2 separate regions of the Rattus norvegicus genome follow, and region 1 is linked to region 2. The links are chromatin contacts, called in public Hi-C maps. All regions are on one chromosome and are shown on one strand. Each heading gives the region's core, a stretch centred on a gene start, on an enhancer-like site or on the middle of the called end of the contact. The rest is flanking DNA. Distances are from core to core; before and after follow the strand shown.

The links. A called contact is a pair of places that touch in the nucleus more often than the background predicts.
Region 1: a Hi-C map of liver shows a contact between it and region 2, with 3 times the contacts expected there. The contact joins the promoter of Zfp3 here to the promoter of Gltpd2 in region 2. A contact is called at or near these places in 9 of 12 Hi-C or Micro-C datasets (the A7r5 cell line, the Rat2 cell line, Schwann cells and 5 more).

Annotation. Positions count from the first base shown.
Region 1 is chr10:55,973,379-55,979,984 of GRCr8, reverse strand. It overlaps Zfp3 (zinc finger protein 3), which reads right to left and starts at 2,958. Exons shown (of 2, transcript NM_001109034.1): 1 at 2,247-2,958.
Region 2 is chr10:55,727,752-55,734,501 of GRCr8, reverse strand. It overlaps Gltpd2 (glycolipid transfer protein domain containing 2), which reads right to left and starts at 2,303. Exons shown (of 3, transcript NM_001115030.1): 1 at 1,989-2,303; 2 at 1,628-1,794; 3 at 647-1,539. The coding sequence starts at 2,273. The coding sequence ends at 1,002. It also overlaps a transcript of Vmo1 not described here.

The DNA.
Region 1 (6,606 bases), core at 1,709-4,208, 240 kb before region 2:
CTTTGCTAAATCATGAGCTATTCCTGAAGATGGAGGAGGGAGGCTGAAAGCAGTCGGTTTTCATGTTGGGGGATGACAGGCAGACCTCTACCTGGTCTCTACAGCTTAGGATAGGGTCCTCAACTCTGCAAACCTGGACTTGTCTTAGCAAAGCACTGGAGGAGAAAAGTCTCGGAAACCTCATTCGGAAAGTTCTGATGGGCACACCTGCTAACGAACAGCAGCTAATGAAAACTGCATATTTTTGAGCCAGGGTGAACCAAATTCCATTACTCATCTGGCACAAGGCCCACCTCCTCCGGAAGTCCTCACTAACATCTGCAGGAAGGAGCCCTTGGTCCTCCGAAGCCGGGTTTTCCCCTAGTCCCTTTCTCACCTTTCCTTAACTACAGTTTCCATGTTACTTCCTGTTTGTTATGCTTTTCGAAGCTTCCAGAATGAATTATTTCCTACGGCTCACAATGCTCTCCTAATCAAGCCTGTTTCCTTTCCCCACATCCCACCTCACATTCCCCAACAACAACTAGCAGGTGCAGGTGTGCTCAGTATCCTGCAGGCCAAACACTGTCTATTCTTTAAAATGTCTCTGCCTTTGCAAAGAAACCATTCTCACTTCCTGGAATACTGCTGCTCACCTGTGCACTTAGCAAACATCGAGATGCAGCTGATGTGGGCAGCCCCCCTCCATCCTCCTTCTGACCTGCAGGCCCCAACAAGTGTTACTTCTTCATACAGACAATATGCCACCGTATTATGCATTTGCTTTTCTCTAGAGCAGAGGTTCTCAACCTTCCTAATGCCACTTCGACCCTATAATACACATGTTGTGGTGAACCCCGACCATAAAATTATTTTCATTGCTACCTCATAATTATAATTTTGCCGCTATGAATGATAATGTATAGATCTGTGTTTTCCAATGGTCTTAGGCAACCCTATAACAGGGACACTCAGCTCTCAGAGGAGTTGCACTACTCTAGACCATGAACAAGGATGATGTTCTACTCATCTTGTTAATTTCAGTGCTTAGCACATTTCTGATACCTGGTAAATATTAAGTGAGGTTTGTGTGCTATCTGGGTGACAAGTCTGCAGCTGTTTTGAAGGTTAACTGGAGTTTCCATTCATCATTGTCCCTAAAGAGACCAGGGCAGTGTCTGATATTGCTTTTTTATATAAGAATAAGTTCTTAGCCGGGCATAGTGGCACAAACCATTAATCCCAGCACATGGAAAACAGAAGCACGTGGATCTCTGAAAGTCTGAGGTCAACCTGATCTACATAGTGAGCTCTAGACTAGCCAGAGATATGCAGCAAGACCCTATCTCAAAAAAAATCAAACTAAAACAACAAAAGTTCTTTCTCGGGGGTTGGGGATTTAGCTCAGTGGTAGAGCGATTGCCTAGCAAGCGCAAGGCCCTGGGTTCGGTCCCCAGCTCCGAAAAAAAAAAAAAAAAAGGAAAAGAAAAAGTTCTTTCTCCCAAGACATTATTATTTTCCTTCTCTGGTACCCGGAATCAAGGGAACTTCGTCAATTCTGTGCTCAATTCAGTCTCCTTTATGATTGTTATTACTCTTAATTATGTGTAGATGTGTGTTGCTCCATGAGTTACAGATGTGTATGCACATGAGTTACAGATGATATGAGGAGTGCTAGGAACCAAACCGGGGTCCTCTGAAAGAGCGGCAAGTACTGCTGAGCCGTCTCTTTAGTCAATTCTATCGTCTTTCTTTAACCTTAATAAGACAATGTTCTGCCTGCCGGCACAGGTCACAACATGTCACGAGGGCTACTCATTCTAGCAGTATACTTACGGAATGCAATACCAAAGGGGGGCGAGAGAGAGAGAGAGAGAGAGAGAGAGAGAGAGAGAGAGAGAGAGAATATATGAATGTGTGTGTGTGTGTGTGTGTGTGTGTGTGTGTGTGTGTGTGTGTGTGTGTGTGTGTGAGAGAGAGAGAGAGAGAGAGAGAGAATAGGCGTAAGTCGTAGGCATGCCCATATTGGACCCTGCTTCTCCAGTTTCCCTGGCTGACAAGGCCTGGAAGCAGAATTAGTATCGTTCCTGACAGTGCCCAGGCTCCACCCTCTCCGTGTGCAAATGAGTAGGAGCCCCGGGTGCTATAAAGTCCAAGGTCGTACAGCAAACCCCAGTCAGGGGCGAGCCTACAGTCAGGACTCCAGCTCCAAGCTGGGAGCCCCACGCCCTCCTCCCCCGGGCATGACGGAACCAAAGAGGCCTCACCGCTGGCGGATGCCGCCCACGCTCACTCCACTGGGCCTGGGGCGCTGCACCGCGGCGCGCACAGAACCGCAGCTGTCGTCTGGTGTCACGGGCGACCCACACCGGCCACTTCCGGTGCCGGGCGGCACTGCGGCCAATCCGAGAGAGTCCCACTCGCGGGAGGAACAGGTGGCCATCGGGTCCACACCTCCATACCCGTCCCAGCTTTCCCGTCTGCTGCTCTCGCCCTAATTCACTTCATCTTCGCCGGGCCGGGCAGGGGTGGTCGGCTTACGAGAATGTCCCGGTGCACCTTGCGAAACCCACTGCGTCCCCGGACCACTGACGCACAGGGTCCTCCCGGTTTCCTAGAACGGCTCCGGGAATGCACTTCCGCCCCGCAGCAGCCGCTCTGCGCGCCCCTGGCGTTTCCGTGGGCTGGAAAACTTGAAGCTCCGCAACTCTTCCCGCGGGGACGTGTTGAGCAGCGGTATTTGTGCCTTCCCTACCACTTTCCAAGAGTCTGTCAACCGAGGACCCTAGATTTAGGGTGCGCATGTCATCTTCTAGGAGCGAGGGGGGAGACCTGCTTTGAGGTTAGGAAGGCTTCAGGGAGTGATGCTTTGACAAAAATCTCAAGATCGAGTGTGATTTCCGTAGCCTGTTCAGGCAATAGGAACTGCATTATTTGCTGGCCTTCCTGTCTTCTTGAATAAATTTGATCTTTTAGTACAGCACGTATGTGACTATGAATGTGGTGATCCTCCTGCCTCAGCCTTCCAAGTGCTGAAATGAGTGACCATGCCCAGTGAAATAGACCTCTGTGTGTGGGGAGGTTGAGGCAGCGTCCTATTCTGCATCTAGGACTGGTCTTGAATTAATTGTGTATTAATAGTTCAACCTAGCCTCGAATTTAAGGCAGTCCTCCTGCCTCTACTCCCAGGTGTTGGGATTAGAGGCCTAAAATGATATACTTGTGATGGTTTAAATAAAAATGGCCCTCATAGGCCCATAGGGAGTGGCACTATTAGGAGGTGTGGCCTTGTTGGAGTAGGTGTGGCCTAGTTGGAGGAATTGTGTCACTGGAGGCCAGCTTAGAGGTCTCAAGCCCAAACCTGGGTGGTGTGTCACAGTCTCTTCCTACTGCCTGTGATCACATATAGAAAACTCTCAGCTACCTCTCTAGCACCTTGTCTACCTACAGGCTACCATGTTTTCTACCATGATCATAATGGACTAAACCTCCGAACTGTAAGCCAGCCCTAATTAAATGTCTTCCTTTTTAAGAGTTGCAGTGGTCATGGTGTCTCTTCACTTCGATAACATCCTAACTTAACACCCAACTCTAATATGAGCATTTAAACAGAGTCAACTAAAATTATAGGTTGTTGCAGATAGTAGGGCTGCCAATCAAAGGTATTGGTGTAAGACAGGCTAGCCTGAGGGACTCTGAACCCTCATACCTTGTCTCAATGCTGAACTCAAGGTGATCGATTTCCTTTTTGAGGGCCATGTACTGGACATATATCACAATAGTCTGCAGTTAGGCAAACATGGACGCTAGCTCCCACCTTTGGGGCACAGTGGTGGCCCTGGCTTGACTAATCACATGATCCTTCCTTCTAACTGGTCCAGAGGTGAATATTACATAGAAACAGAACTGAACAGTACTTCCTTACTGTTCTTACAGTTGCTATCAGGGAAGAGTAGTGCAGTTTGGGACGACATTGTGAGGAATCTGGTCTTTTCTGAAGTAATGGTCTCTGAAATAGGCCTGAACAGGCTGTCGAGATGGCTCAGCGGTTAAGAGCACTGACTGCTCTTCCAGAGGTCCTGAGTTCAGTTCCCAGCAACAGATGTGGCTCACAACCATCTGTAGTGTGATCTTGGTGCCCTCTTCTGGTGTGTATAAAATAAAAGAAGAAAGAAATAGGCCCGAACAAGGAGATCTGAACAGAGAAAAGGCAGAGGAGGCTAAGGTATAGCTCAGAGGTAGAACACTTGCCTAGAATGTGCTAGGTAGGCCTTAAATTCAACCCCCAGTACTGTAATCCCAATGCTTTAACATATCCTAGTACAGAATACACATGACTAATCCCAAAGGGAGAGATGGGGGCACCGGGAAGAAATAACTGAACCAAAACAAGAAAGCACCAACTTCTCTAGCTCTGTTTCTGGTATAAAAGGAGGCTGTCCTGCCCCTCCAGCTCTGCTGACTGCAAGATGCAGCTCTCCTTGCCCAGTTCTCTTCTCCCTGGCCTCCCTAACAGCATGGGGTTTCCAACACAATGCAGGCTTCACTTTCACAGCTTCACACAGTGGGCTTCAGGGCCTACACAGGGACTATTCTGCCTTACACCAGCCTCAGCAGCTCTTTGAAACCACAGAGGAAGTTCCCATGGCCGCTTTACTCAGGTCTTCATGACCTTAAAGTCAGCGCCATGGGGATGACACTGCCAACTTCAACTGCCAGCTTGGGATGGATGGTGGCCCACTTAGTCACATCTGCAGCAGAATTTGTTTGCCGTTCCTGTCTAGGAACAGAAAGAGAAAAAAATCCTCAGATCTTTTTTATTTACAAATTGGAAGCTTCACCAGAGGGGTCTTGCTCAGTGCAGACAATGGGTCTCCTTAATTTCATTATCTCTCTCAGTACAAGAATTGGGTGTAACTTTATGTTTCCTGTTACTCATGTTTTTCCTCTTCAAATTGTACGTTTTTAAAAAACTGTCTGCCCCATTTGCTGTTTTTCATTGTAATCCACATAAAAGAGTTCTTTCTAACCACAGGACAGATACAGTACTAGGCTGCCTTGAAAACTCCTGTCGTGCACAGAAGGCAGCAACATTAATTTTTTGCCAAAAATATAAGTCTCTAGTCCACTTGCTTAACGTTGCTGCTCTGTGAGACCCCTTGAGCTGGGCCTCCACAGTCTGAAGAGTCATCAGCACTGTTTTCCAAGCTCCCACTAGGACGTCTCATTACAAACATTCAACTGCCTTTCTAGCCCAAAGTTCCAAAGTCTTCTGAATCCTTCAAAAACCAGCGTGACCAGGCTTGCAACAGCCTGAAACCTCGTACAGACTGAAGTTACCTAGGCAGGCCTTAAACTCAATACACCTGAGGTCTGCCTCTACCTCCCAAACCCTAGGATTTCAAGCTTGTGCCGCCATACCTAACTTCACCTGGGAGTCTTTAAAAGTATGGAGTCTTATGCTGTACTGGAGATAGAATGCTAGAAATTTCCTCCAGGAGCCTCCATACTGAGAGTGGATTTGGGCCACACACAGGAGCCCTGAGGAGGGGAGGACTCATTAATCAGCATTTACTCCCTTTATCTTTTTAGTAAGTGGGACATTATTGTGGGAAGGCAGAGATTGGGAATTTGCCCCCACCTGTAAATAAATTGGTGTTTCTATTTCTTTATATGTTATGTCACCTTCTCTTACTGATAGAAAAATATGTCACTGGGCAGTGGTGGCACACTCCTTTAATCCCAGCATTCGAGAGGCAAGGCAAGTCGATCTCTGAGTTCCGTACAGAGTGAGTTCTAGAACAGCCAAGGATACATGGAGAAACCATGTCTCAGAAAAAAAAATAAAAAGGAAGAAGGAAGAAGGGAGAAAGGGAGGGGGGATGGAGGGATGGAGGGAGAGAGAGATCTAGACACCGGTTGCCTTTTGTTTTAACTTTACAGATGATTCTAAGTCAAGGCCAGGATAGAAAGTCAATAACAAACTCTGATCTCCAAACCAGAAACATTGATATCACTTGGGAATTGGCTGCAAACAAAAGTTCTCAGGCCCCTCCTACACACTTTCTGAATCACAGACTTGTGGGATCAAAACACAGCAATCTGTGTGCTGAGAGGCCCTTCAGAGTTCTCCCCTTGCACTGTAAAGCTTCATTTGTGCAACCCTACTAAGTGACTTAGAAAAAAAGGGAATGCATTATCTCATCCTGGCTATTTTCCTGCCCACCATCTTTTTTTTTTTTTTAATAGTAATCAAGGTTGGAGCAGTGGGGCTCTTCTGGGGGAAGGTGACCAGGACATATGATTCAGATGCAATTCCTGTTTCCATCATGCATCATGAAGATGGGAAAGAAGTTGCTTATCCTGGTATCTAGTTGGCCTTCCCTGCTGACCAAGAAAGTTACCTATAAAAACAGTGTGTATTTCCTAACGATGTTTCAAGCAACACTGTTAAAAACAACAAAAGAGGCAGTCAGAGAGATGGCTCAGCTGTTAAGAGCACTGACTGTTCTTCCAGAGGTCCTGAGTTCAATTCCCAGCAACCACATGGTGGCTCACAACCATCTGTAATGGTAATCTGATACCTTATCTGCCATGCAGGCATACAAACAAATACATAAATAAATC
Region 2 (6,750 bases), core at 1,054-3,553:
ACTCAGTCTGAACCTGTCAGGTGTGCTATGCCTAGTTGACATCCAAATGGAAATGCCAAATATCCCATTGATACATAGCGTTCTGGAGTTCAGAAGAAAGTCGATTTGAGGTACAATTTGGGAGTTAGTCTAGGAAATGGTTTCTTTCTTTCACATAAACTTGTGGAGGAGTGCCTGATGGTGAGAGGCTTTAGGTTGGAGCAGAACGCAGAAGGAAATGCACTTCTGGTGGAGGAAGGTAGAATTCAGGCCGGACATGCTGCGTTGGCTGTGTGGAGGGCAGATCTGGACTGAGACTTGGGATAGAGCTGGCAACTGAAGCCGTGGAGCAGCTGAAACGAGCAAGGGGAACATGAGGCTTTCAGACACAGAGAACAGGCATATTCCCACATTCCTCCCCCTTAAGCTAGCTCTACAGTCACCATACACAACGCCGAATGCCGACAGTTATTAGAAAATTCTTTTTTTAAACATTTTCTTTCTCTTTCTTTTTTTAGTTTTTTTCAAGATTTATTTTATGTATGAGTACACCGTTGCTGTCTCCAGACACACCAGAAGAGGGCATTAGATTCCATTACAGATGGTTGTGAGCCACCATGTGGTTGCTGGGATTTGAACTCAGGACCCCTGGAAGAGCAATCAGTGCTTTTTTTTTTTTTTTTTTTTTTTTTGGTTCTTTTTTTCGGAGCTGGGGACCGAACCCAGGGCCTTGCGCTTCCTAGGTAAGCGCTCTACCACTGAGCTAAATCCCCAGCCCGGCAATCAGTGCTCTTAACCGCTGAGCCATCGCTCCAGAATTCTTTATTCTTCATTGCTTCTTCCAGCTTCCCAAGGTTGAAGATGAAAGGCCCTCGTACATTAACTTGGGCCGCCCTGTTGGGGGCGGGCCTTAATTGTGGTGACGTCACGGAGGAGGACCACTATCCAAGCCGCCCGTAACTATGAGTACCTAGATCCCACCCCAGAAAAGCCTTCCTGTTCAGTCTCAGGTCGTCGCGGTATCAAGCCAGCTGAAGCAGGCCGTGGCTGGCCAGGAGGCCCTGGGTACGATTGTACACATCCTCCAGGACGCGGGCGGCCCGGGCCAGAGCAACCCGCGCGTCCGCCTCTCCGGTTCCAGGACACGCCAGCTGGAGCAAGCGACTGCGGCTCGGGAGGGTCAGGATCGCCAGGCGAGCGGCCTGACGGATAAGCCATGGATGGTACGGGGCTAGGGCGGTGCTGTAGGCGTCCCTACACTGCGCGCCAGCCTCTGGACCTCCGAGCTTCCCAGTCGCCACCCTATGGAGGCAGAGCTGGGACCAGCGCAACGCGCGGTGCAGCAAAAGCAGCGTTTGAGAGCCGGAGGGCCTCGCTAGGTGCCGGGGTGTGGTCCCCGGACGCTCTAGCAATACTGCTCGCCGTTCCCACGTCGCCATAGTCACCAGCGATGTATAATGTGAAGCATCAGGGCCGTGCACATGAGCCTCGAGGGCGGTCACCTTGTTGGAGGCCTCGCTGGTGGCAAAGGCGAAGACAGAGCCAAGGGGGGTTAGGAGCCTGTTTGGTAGTGAAGTGGGGAGATGACTTGAGAAAGAGCATAGAATTATTTCGGAGAAGATGGGCTTGGGGGAGGGAGACCACTCACCTAAGTAGTTCTCGCCAACCTGCCAGATACTGAGATAACTCCACATCGCCTTCAGGGCTCATACAGGCCAGGAAAGGGCTCACCATGCGACCCAGCAACCCATGAGGCCTCAGACAGGGAGGTTCTTCCTTCTCTGGGACCACTAGGGGTCTCAATGCTGGGCCAATCTGGGAGATAGATATAAGAGATACATGAAAAGTTCCTAGCCTGCTAAGCCTACTTAGCTGGGGTTCCTCCTGGTTTTTCTTCGCGTCTGAAGGGGGAAGGGAAAAGAGAGCCTCCTATCATTAGATTCTCAGTCTGGTTCCCCAGTTTCCTTGTTCGAGAGTCCCCAGACTCTGGCCTTAAAACTCAAACATACCTGGGAAGGTAGCGCTCTCTCTGGATTGCAGGACTGCACCCCAGGCCTGCAGCCTGGTAAAACACCTGAGGTGACAGGAAGCAGAGAGGTGAGGGCTGGAGAAGGAGAAGAGAGCTTGAGTTCCCACAGGCCGGACTGCTGAGTTCTTTGAGCTGGCAACTCAAAGGGCCACTCATGGAAGAGCCATACACTGATATAAAGAAGTAACAGCGTGAAGATAGCGAAAGGGATTGCATGGCGGAACCAGCGTCCCAGGGCTGGGGACAGTGAGACCCCCAGGACCATGCTGGCACACCTCACCTAGCTAGGTGGTGGCCTTTCTCTTCCCGTGGTGTCCAGAGGTGCAGAGGGTTAATAATTAATCTATTAAGGCCCCCTCCCCTGTGTCCTTTGCCCTAGAGGTCAGATCCTGGGGTGAGAGACCTAATGAAGATTTGGGGGACATAGTGTGTGACCGGTCTCTGCATTGCCTTTACCTGTGGGGCTAGCTTGTAGTAAGAGGTGGCCTCTTGTGAGTTCTACTTAAACTCTGGGCACCAATCCACTGTAAACTGCGGATAATGAGTCTTTGTAAGTCTCATGTGAGGATCAAGTGTTAACCCCTGTGAAAACATTCCAAGTGGAAAGCTGATCACAGTTGCCCAACACATCTTCCTGGTTAAGGCAAGGTGATGGGGCATTAGACTCTCTTCTTTTACATTCTTACTGAGAGGTCCTGAAACCTTGGGAGTAAAAATTGCAATTCCCCAGGAAGCATACCGGGCTTCTCAGAGGGAGCCACTGACCAAGAGCCTTGAGTCAACGATGCCCTGACTTAGGTAGGATAGTTGGGAGCTGAGTCAGCTCCTGGACACACCGAGCTGGAGGAGATAACAAGGCCAGAACTGAGCCGGTTTCCAAAATTCCTCAAGGTCTCACCAATTATAGCAGAACTAACAGCAACCAATGAAAACGGTACTAATGTTACTACTGTGAGCCCTACCAATCATGTTAGAGGTTACCTAATCCTTCTGGAAAATTGCCCTAGACCTGCCTAAAAGGGGACCTCGCAAGCTCCTCAAGTTGTTGCCATTTTGTCGTGGCCCCTGCGTGCCGGTAATTTCTGCAGAATAAACGCTCTTTGCCCTTGCATACTATTTGAGTCTGAGGTCTCCCTTCAGCGATTCTTAGATGTCATGATTTAATTTTTTTGAGCTTCACATTAGCTTTCATTCATTAACTCAATCGTTACTTTCCCATGGTAGACCCCCGCCCCCCAGAATACAAAAGCATTCTCATAGCTGGCCACAGTAGCCCATGTAACCTTAGGTATTTGGGAGGCTGGAGTAGGAATATTAAAAGTTCAAGGCCAGCCTGGGTAACTTATCTAGACTCTGTCTTAAACATTTTTATAAAAAAGACCATTTCAACTCCAGTAATAATGTTTAGAGGTGCTCAGCACAGCCCAGTATTTGGTATAGCATTGTCTGTAATACAGACTCTTTTTTTTTTTTCGGAGCTGGGGACCGAACCCAGGGCCTTGCGCTTGCTAGGCAAGCGCTCTACCACTGAGCTAAATCCCCAACCCTGTAATACAGACTCTTAACAAAAAATGTCTATCCAGAACCCTTGTAACAGAATTGTTAATCTTTATTCAAAGAAACTTAGGAAAGCACCAAAATCCACATAAGGCGCATGCCCAGGCTGACTTCGAGGAGTTTGTGCTCTGAGATCTAAAGTCCCTGTGACATTGCCTAAAACAACAAAACTGTAGCAGTGTATATGGTGATCCCACTTGTGCTAAATGTGTCCATGACAGGTTCTAGTGCATTTTCCTTATTGAGGAGCAGAAAACCAGTGTGTAAGTTTTGAAGGCACAAATACAGAGTCAGAAAAATAAATATCAAGCTTTTTAAAATAATAAAAATCGGGGTTGGGGATTTAGCTCAGTGGTAGAGTGCTTGCCTAGGAAGCGCAAGGCCCTGGGTTCGGTCCCCAGCTCCGAAAAAAAAGAACCAAAAAAATAAATAAATAAATAAAAATCAAGCCTTGTTCTGTGAAAAATTAAGAAAAAAGTATAAAATGGGTTAGGGATATAGTTCAGAGTAGAGTGTCTTCGTACAATGTGCAAGACTGTAGGTTCAGTCCCAATACCGTGTGTGTTGTGTGTGTGTGTGTGTGTGTGTGTCTGTGTGTGGTGTGTGTCTGTGTGTGGTGTGTGTGTGTCTGTGTGTGTGTGGTGTGTGTGTGTCTGTGTGTGTGTGTGTAGTGTGTCTCTGTGTGTGGCGTGTGGTGTGTGTCTGTGTGTGTGTGTGTGGTGTGTGTGTCTCTCTCTGTGTGTGTGGTGTGTGTGTGTGTGCGCCTGTGTGCTGGAGTGTGAGCTGTGGTGAAGACAGGTACTTTCTCCCTCTGTGTACTTTGAGGATTGAATCCATGACTTTATGGATGCATTGGGTTGTAAGTGTCATCAAACCCCACCTTTCCTCCTTCCCCTTTTTATTCTCAAGACAGGATCTAAACTGTTCAGGTTGACTCATTTTATTTATTTGTTTGTTTGTTTGTTTGTTTGTTTGAGACAGGATCTCTTTACATAGCCCCAGTTTCTTTTATTCATTCATTCATTCATTCATTCATTCATTCACTTACTTAACTTACTTGTTTGTTTGTTGAGACGGAGTCTCTCTACATATCCCTGGCTGTCCTGGAACTCACTATATACATCAGGCTGGCCTCAAACTCACAGATCTGCCTGCTTCTACTTCCTGAGTGCTGGGATTAAAGGCGTGCATTATCATGCCCTATATCCCAGGCTGATTTTGAACTTTCTATCCTCTGACTTAGCTATTTGAGCCCCTGTGATCATAGGCAGACTTGAGCCACTAGGCCTGGCCGGGCACCTTACTTTCTTTGGCCATTTGTCGGCATTTAGAATATTTCTTCTTTTTTAAAAAATGTTATTTATTTATTTTTATTTATATGAGTACATTGTTACTGTCTTCAGTCACACACCAGAAGAGGGCATCAGATCCAATTACAGATGGTTGTGAGCCACCATGTGGCTGCTGGGAATTGAACTCATAGCAGTCAGTGCTCTTAAACCACTGAGCCATCACACCAGCCCTAGAATATTTCTTAAACCAAATGCCTTGTAAATAAATATGCGTTAAAGAAACAGAGGAATGTGTATGAGGTCAGCAGATCAGGGGTGGTGCCCCCTAACAAATTTAGCCAAGTTTTGTTTTCTTGTTTTGTGAATTAGGGGTCCATCTGCTGGTCAAAGAAGGAAAGGCATTCTGGGAAAAGATTCAAGACTATTAAGTAAGGCAAGGTAAAGGGGATATAATACCAGAACTCAGGCAGCCAATGCAGAAGATCAAGAGTCCCAGGCCAGCCTTGGCTACATAGTGAATGGCATTTCTTCTGTCTTAAAGAATACAAGAAGCAGAAGAAGAGCAGCCACCTCAGTCCCTGTCCATAAAGTCTTAAAATTATTCCTGTCTCAAAGGATGTGGTGACCCATGCTGATAATCCTAGGACTGAGGCAGGAGGATGGTGGACAATTCAAGGTCAGCCTGGGCTACTGTGTTGGATTGTCTGCCAACTTGACATGAGCTAAAGTTATCTAACAGGAGGGAACCTCAATTAAGAAAATGTCTCCATAAGATATGGCTGCAGGTAAACCTGTAGGACATTTTCTTAATTACTGATTGATGGGGGAGAGACCAGACTGCTGTGGGTGGTGCCCTCCCTGAGCTGGTGGGCCTGGGTTCTATAAGAAAGCAGGCCGAGCAATCCATGAGGAGCAAACCAGTAAGCAGCACCCCTCCATGGCCTCTCATCAGCTTCTGACCCCAGGCTCCTCCCAAGCTAGAGTTCCTCCAGTGGAAGTGTAAGCCAGATAAACTCTTTCTTCCCAACTTGCTTTTGGTCATGGTGTTTCATTACAGCAATAGAAACCCTAAGTAAGACAGCTACACACAGTATTTTAGAACAACCTGGGTTACAGAGGGAGTCCCTGTCTCTCTGGGTATATTTGGTGTCCAAGATTCTCAAGGAATCAGCCACAGCCTTAAAAAGACCTTTTCCGGGGTTGGGGATTTAGCTCAGTGGTAGAGCGCTTGCCTAGCAAGCGCAAGGCCCTGGGTTCGGTCCCCAGCTCCGAAAAAAAAATAAAAATAAAAATAAAAAATAAGCAAGCACAAGGCCCTAGGTTCGGTCCCCAGCTCCGAAAAAAAAAAAAAAAAAAAAAAGACCTTTTCCCAGCCCCTATCCTTCACAGACGTGATCTATGTTAATGGTATTCTTTTTTATGTCCTGTAAATACTGTCATCCTCACACTGTCCCCTGCCTAATCCTGTCCCTGGCAGATTTTTCCTAGGATTGCTGCAGTCTCCAGCTTTGGCTCAGGTGCTGGGATTTCCCTCAGTTCACTGGGGCAGTGGAGGGTTGGGGGGCAAGTCACCCGCAGCTCTCTCGTCTACTAGCTAGGAAATATAATTTCTATCTTATAATCATTGCGACGATGACATGAAATGCCTGAGGAGTGCCTATCACAACCAGCGGTAAGTATTCGGTAAGTGCTTTTTTTTTTTTTTTTTTTTTTTTCCCCCCGGAGCTGGGGACTGAACCCAGGGCGGTAAGTGCTAATTTAAACTCAGTGGCTTCCACTGCCCCTCCTTCCCTAACTCCTGGGGGCCTCAAATCTTCAGGGTTCCTGGATCGGAGCAGATTAGTCTTGAGTGTCACTTAATCTTGGTCATTCTTCCGCAATCTGAGCCATGAA